2 separate regions of the Oryctolagus cuniculus genome follow, and region 2 is linked to region 1. The links are chromatin contacts, called in public Hi-C maps. All regions are on one chromosome and are shown on one strand. Each heading gives the region's core, a stretch centred on a gene start, on an enhancer-like site or on the middle of the called end of the contact. The rest is flanking DNA. Distances are from core to core; before and after follow the strand shown.

Evidence for each region. A called contact is a pair of places that touch in the nucleus more often than the background predicts.
Region 2: a Hi-C map of an unstated tissue shows a contact between it and region 1, with 2.0 times the contacts expected there. The contact joins two enhancer-like sites. A contact is called at or near these places in 2 of 6 Hi-C or Micro-C datasets (ear pinna and an unstated tissue).

Annotation. Positions count from the first base shown.
Region 1 is chr18:54,257,856-54,261,118 of mOryCun1.1, reverse strand. The region is part of intron 1 of ZFHX3 (zinc finger homeobox 3); the gene reads right to left. Among named protein-coding and RNA genes, the nearest start is that of ZFHX3, 88 kb to the right of the region's middle. Within about 2 kb of position 1,493, at least 2 of the 8 cell types and tissues checked have an H3K27ac peak or open chromatin away from gene starts, as enhancers often do.
Region 2 is chr18:54,388,019-54,391,715 of mOryCun1.1, reverse strand. All of the region lies in intron 4 of ZFHX3 (zinc finger homeobox 3), which reads right to left. Among named protein-coding and RNA genes, the nearest start is that of ZFHX3, 220 kb to the right of the region's middle. Within about 2 kb of position 1,680, at least 4 of the 8 cell types and tissues checked have an H3K27ac peak or open chromatin away from gene starts, as enhancers often do.

The DNA of each region.
Region 1 (3,263 bases), core at 244-2,743:
ACTTTCACAAAAAAATATACCCTAAGAATGGTATGGTCCACACTTGGAAACCCGCCCACAATGGCCAGCCAAGCCTGCCTAAGTGCTAAGAACCATTTAGGAGCATTGTAAACCATTAGGGCCATTAGCTCTAATTTGACCTCAACAAAATAAATCAACCCACTAGGAACAAATTTAGAAGCTTTCCAAAGTCAAGTTCTCAAACCCTGAAAGGCTCACAAGCACCAATGCAGGACAGGGCACAAACGGCCAGGCCAGAGCCGCTCCTGCAGCTCCCACCTTCCCCGCAGCCTGGAGGGAGCATGGACCCCTCACATCCCGCTGTGACGGCCGAGCCAAGGTGAGAGTTGGCACCCATCTCCCGCTGCTGTTTAAGGAACTTGCTCTCCTCCTTCCTCCGAGTTCACGCCACATGCAACTCTCCACCTGTGCCGCTCTGAGTGTCTCCTCTCATTTCCAAGACGTCCTGGTCGGCTCTCAAAGCTGCTGACTCTTAGCAAGGGGACAGGGGACTTGCGGCCACTCTACCTTTAAATGGGCAGGTATCACACATACATTAGGAACCAGGATTCCCTCACAGTAAGCCCAGTGCCAACACAGTAAATAATTTCTCCTACAAAACTTATAAGCATCAGCATACACTATAAATTTAAATTGTAAAATCGTCGTCATTTTTCATCTTTATTCTCCACTGATAATTACTTACTGCATGTTTGAATACTGATGCCACTGTCTTGATAAAGAAGCAGGAAATGAAATCAACTATGGTGGCTTCAAATGCCCCCAGTCCACAGGAGAAGCAAGCTAAGAACAAGCCCAGTGGACGAGTGGGCAGTCAGAGCTACAAACCCACTGAATTGTCAGTCGGCCACGGTCTCTTCAGGACGTCAGGGTGCTGGCCAAACCAGCTCGCAGTAACGGCAGATGGGGAGGCGGCGCGCACAGTTCCAGAACCCTGGAGTCTGGATTGCTGACCGCTGAGTCATCCTTGCCAACTCCACCCAGCACGAATTTCCAGGTATCAAATTATACGTTAATTATGCGAACATGGCGTTACAGGAGGGGAAGTGGTGTTAGTCAGCGCCAGCGGGTGGAAGTTCGGGAACAATTGAGTTTTGCGTAGCTGGTTTCATGCACTGGCCTGGGGCTGCTCTGGCTCAGGCAAAGAGCAGGAATTTGGAGTGGAAAGTCTGCTCTCCAAACCTGTCCCTGACCGGGCTGCCGCAGCAGCGGCCATCTCTCCCGACTCAGGGCCCAACTCAGGGCAGGAGTTTCCTCTTCCCTCTGTGCGTGTGTGAGACAAACCCAGCAGGGCCCAGACAGGCACTCCTCCCTGGGAATGCTACACCTCCCAGCACTGTCCCTCAGCAATCCCCAAGGTGTGGGTGACACCGCGTCCCCCAGGGCCTGGCTCTGAAGCCGGGGAAACGCACTGTCCCCGAGTAGAGATAGAACAGGATGTTCTTCAGGGGCTCCGGGGCCCATGTCTCTGACAGCAGGAACGTTATCAACCTAACACATCGTGCCCTTGTCCCCAGGCCCCTGCCAACCATGAACTGACCTTGCCCTGGTGAGAACCAGGGAGCCACGGCCAAGGCCAGGCCTGCCCAGCCAGGCAAGGGCCCAGCTCACGACCCAGGTGAGCACCTGGGACCTTGCCGCAGCTGCCGGGTGCGGGGGCGGAACACCCACCTCCTGCCAGCCCTGCTAGGTGGCGTTTTCTCCCAACAGCACATCCCGCATGCACACACCAGGGGGGCACGGAGTTAACACAACAAGGAAGTCCCGCACTCCACTCGGCAAAGCCTTACAGCTTTAGGAGACTACAGTACAGAGCACAGCACCAGTGTAATACCCAGTAAGATACAGCAGAGCCCTAGCACGCTATGTAATAGAGTATCAGCCTTCTCCAGAACCAGGTCAGTATACGATATGATACAGTGTATGCCATATACATATCATACAGATTTAGTATAGCATATGGCAAATGGTATAGTATTAGTATAGCAAGGTATACGGTCGGTATCCACTTTGAGTTTGGTTCACTATTAGTACAGTATAAAGTATGACACAGTACAGTGTGAGTACAGCATACTGAACAATCCAGTGGTAGTGTATAGTGTAGCAGCAGTATGGTCTAACGCAATATAGCATTACTACAGTTTTATGTAGTACAGCAATGGCTAAGAGCTTATGCTCTGGGCTGGCATCACGGCACTGAGGTCATTTAAAAGCTGCAAGTTATTAACCTACTTTGGGCTTAGATTCGTTACACATTTAAAGGGCACCAGGATCGTATGTGCCCCGTATGGTTGTAAGGATTACGGAGACAGTAAAGCATTCAGGATGGGAGCTGCTCAGTAAGTGTTACTATTAATGCTCAGAGAGACAAAGAGAGGAGAGAGTGCCTAGCAGTGACACTCAGACCCTACACACATGCCCAAGGCTCTGAGAAGAGCGAGTCGCCAGCAGTCACGCGTCTAAGGAAGAGCCAGGCCAGGCTCGCAAACAAGCAGGGCCCCCCTTAAGCTCAGGGCATGCGTTCCAAGATGGGTCTCAGATGCCTGAAGCCCCGTGTAGTACTGAACCCTACACACACTGCCTTTTTTCCTTATAAATTAGGCACAGTAGGAGATTAACAGTAATAATAAAATAGAACTACAACAATACATTATAATAAAAGTTATTTTAAGTCTGGAGTTGTGGCAGCACAGCCGGTTAAGCCCACATGGGCTCTGGTTTGTGCCCTGGCTACTCCACTTCCGATCCAGTTCCTTGCTAATGCACCTGGGAAAGCAGAAGACGGCCAAAGTGCTGGGGCCCTGCACCCCCTGGGAGACCTGGATAAAACTTCTGGCTCGCGGCTTCAGTCTGGCCTGGCCCTGACTGCTGCAGCCATTTGGGGTGTGAACCAGCAGATGGAAGATCTCTCTCTGTGTAACTCTGCCTTCCAAATAAATAAATAGATCTTTTTTAAGAATAAAAGTTATTTCAGAGTTAGGCAGTCTTGATTTCTGGACTTCTCCGTGTAATATTTTCGGGCCACAGTTGAGCACGGTAACTGGAATGCAGAAGAGGAACCAGTGGATAGTGGGGCTCCTGTACTGAGGCCTGCAGCCGTTCCTCTCCAGGTGTCCCTGCCGGCGCCACTGGCCACAGGCAGGACGACCCTGGGCAGTTACAGGTACGCATCTCGTACTCCCATCATAGCTCTGTCCCATTTACCTGCGATTCCTCGGCCATCCCCTCTTGGAATCCTCAAG
Region 2 (3,697 bases), core at 431-2,930, 130 kb before region 1:
CCGCTCCCCGCCACTGGCCAGCGTGAGGACAGTCCTGACTCCCAGAAACCCAGGGGTTGGCGTACTGCAAAGAACCTCCCACCTGGATACCAGGCGCCACCCTCCCTCCTCTGCAGCTGCACCGCCCCTTCACTCCTCCGACACGGGGTGCAGGGGGAGTGGGGGAGGGGGCTGCACAGTCCTCAGGCTGCTCTCCTGGAGGGAAGTCAGGCTGACTCACCCCCACCCAAGAGCTGTCTCCCCACACTGAGACACACACATCTCTCTGCCATGAGAGCCACCACCCTCGAGGGCTCAAAATCTCAGGACATCCTGGGCTGTGCTGCTGGACAGGACTGGGCAAGTTCCGGGTACTCATGGGGCGGCTGGGCCACACACTGTTTCCATGGCCAGCAGGAAGGAGGAGCTGGATCTGGGCCAGGTTGGAGGCAGAGAGGAAAACACAGGTGGGGCCCAGAGAGTCGGGAAGGGGAACACAGGGAGGAGCCCCAAGGCAGCTTGCTGGGGACACTGGGAAAGGTGAGGTCGCAAGCCAGACAGAAACGAGAAGGTGCAAAGCAGGGAGGAGGTGGTGACGAGCGAGGAGGGAAAAGCCAGCCACAGAGGCCATGTGAACAGGAAGCAAAACGGGCCACACTCAGCGCAGGTGAGGGTCGAAGTCAGGTGGATTTCCACATTGCTCAGAAGCCTGGGGAGAGGCCGGGCACGGCGGGCTCCTCCCCTCCACGTCATGCCACGCAAAGCATCTGCAGAACGGTGTTTTGCGGACTTGGCTGTGCTGCCTTTTACAGTGCGCTTCCCAGAATAAACTGCCCCAAGACTTCATCCAGCACCAAAAAAGGCAACTGTAAAACACGCACGGCCGGCCCCTCCCTCACTCCAGCACAGTCATCCTCCCTCTGCTCACGTGGGGGAGGGCACAGTGGCAATGGCAGGCAGGCAGCACAGGCCTGGCGCGGTGCGGCGTGGGGCGGGGCGGGGCGGGGCCTGGGCTGAGCAGTTAGGAACTTCCCAAATCATTAACCTTTCTTCGGAGTGCACTGTACTGGGAGGTGCTCGCTCTGCAGCCTGTTCAGGAGCCCTATTGATCTGCCGCACACTCGGTGCCTTCAAAGTTGTTTATGATCAATATGCAAATTGCCCGTGGCATTGATCTAGTATTAATTTTCAATTAGGGAATCCACAAGGGGTCTCTGAGGGTCAATACCTAACAATGGAAAGGAAACTCCGCTGTGGAGTATCCACTGGGCCTGGTGCAGATAAAAGCTTCCCTAAGCCTCCTTCTCAATGGTGCCAGGCCCTCTGGGCTGTCACCTTCCCTTGGGCTCATTTGGTTCCCTCCCAAGTTGGACCCCTTGAGCGCCTCCCAGGCTCTGTTTCTGGCTGTTGCCCTGGAGCTCCCTACAACACACACACACACACACACACACACACGCACTCACTCACGCCCCAGTGTCACAGGAGCCCTCCCCGGCCCGCCAGGGTGCACTCCGGGCAGCCGCCTGCCTGCACAGAGGCCCCCTGCCATGCCTCCTGGTCTCCCCTGCCACCCCCAACCCCGGGACCACTGTTTCTCCCAGCTCCCCCACCACACATACCTTTTTCCTCCCTCTCTCCCTCGCCCTCGTTTCTGCTTAGTCACGGAACGTCACCTTGGCACGCTGCCACGGCTGGAGCTGGCGAGCCGCACGGTCCCCAGAAATCTCAGGCAGTCAGGCAGAGCCACCAGGCTGCCAGGTTATGCTTGGCAAACAACCCACTGATGTCATTTCACAAAACCAGGGGGGAAGGAAAAGGGCACAGCTTTCCATCGTCTGCTTCTCCTTCTTTCTTTCTTCCAGCAAAATCTTTCTTCCTACTGAAACCCAGGGGTGGGGTTGGGGGGGTGGGGGTGGGGTGGGGATGTTAATTACTTTACCACTGGCTCATGGTTCCCAGAAGAGGCCCTGGCCCTCCCTCCAGAACACAGGGCAGTGCATGTGAGCCACGGATGGGAGTGTCCCTGGGGACAGCATGCCCAGCGGGGACCAGAGTAACTGGGGCCTCAGCCATTCCATTACGCCCCTAAAAGCCCCGCAGAGACTCGCGTGGGAAAGCTGTGCTGTTAGCGGAGCTGGGAGAGACAGGCACGCCCTGCGGTCCTCCCAGCAGGTATGGGGACCAGAGGGGGCTCAGCACACTTGCGTATGGGGCCCGGCAGGCTCAGTCTCCTTGCAGCCCTGCCCAGGGCTCTGAACTTGACTTTCTCCACTTGAAATGCACCCTCCAGAGTGGAAGGCCTTGTTCTCTCCTCCTGACCCTGCCAGAAGACCCCAATCCAGGCCAGACGGGGTGGCTGCCTGCCCACCCTCGGGCGCTGCCACTCACTGTACTCCCTGGTGCGACAGCTCCCCAGACTAACTGGTTTACGGATAACATTAATTACCATGTTGCTCATTAATGGATGAAATCTTCATTGGCGCCATTGATCAGCGGACTTGTCAGCTGGCCTCCTAGCCAATGGCGGACGTAACAAGCTCTCTTATTGGCAAATCAATTAATGCAATCAATTCCTGGCCAGCGGCTGCCATTCGGTTCCTTGGTTGTTCAGGGGTAGAAGACAGAACCACACCAAGCACGCCTGTACTTACCATCCCCAGCTCTCTGCTGACCTCCAGATGGTCTCTCTGCCACTTGGGGCTCATCAATCGAAAAAAAAAAAAAATCACACACACACGCCCATGTGACAATCACCTCTCCATGCTGCAGAGAAACAAACGCACCATGCCCTGCAAGGGCACGGGCTACAAGGACAGTGGGGAGGGGTGTGGAGACTGTCAGGGCAACCAGGAGGAGCCCCCAGGTCAGCTGGTTCTGCAGTGGGCACCGATGGAAAGAGCTTGGTCCCCAGATCGGGCTCTGGACAACTCCCCAGGCCACAGCAGGCCCAGCCAGAAAACACAAACCACCCTCAACAGGCCTGTGCCCATCCCGGGAGGCCATCCCAGATCGCTGCTTCCCAGGGACATGGTCATATCTGTTCACCACGCTTTTAAATATTTATTTATTTGAAAGGCAAAGTTACAAAGAGAATGGGAAAGAAAGAGAGGGTGAGAGAGAGCTTCCATCTGCGGGCTCACTCTCCAAATGGCTGCAACAGCCAGGAGCCAGGAGCTTCTTCTGGGTCTCCCACATGGGTACAGGGGCCCAAGGACTTGGGCCATCTTCCATTGCTTTCTCAATCCATAGCAGAGAACTGGATCAGAAGTGGAGCAGCCAGGACATGAACCGGTGCCCGTATGGGATGCTGGCGACATACATGGTGGCTTCACTCACTACGCCACAACGCCAGTCCCTACTGACCACACTTGAAGGCATCCACCTCACTCAGAGCCTCCACCACAGGCTCTGAATGGAAACACCACTGCCCATCTTAAATCCCAAGTTCCAGGATGGAAAAGGGCACTCCCCCATCACCATACAAGGTGAGTCCCTGCACAGAGTGACAGTCCAGAGTCTGCTGAAATGCAGGCAATAAATCACTTCAGCCATGTCTGTATCAATGTAAAATCGTAGCTGGGGAACAAAATGTCTTTGGGCAGCAATGAGTCTTCAGGTTGTTTTAGGAAAGGCTCAGGGGACAGGCTGCATCCGCAGAACCAGGCCTCTAGAGCAGCACGGTGCCCGTGGCCAGGGGACGGCAGGGCACTGACACCGC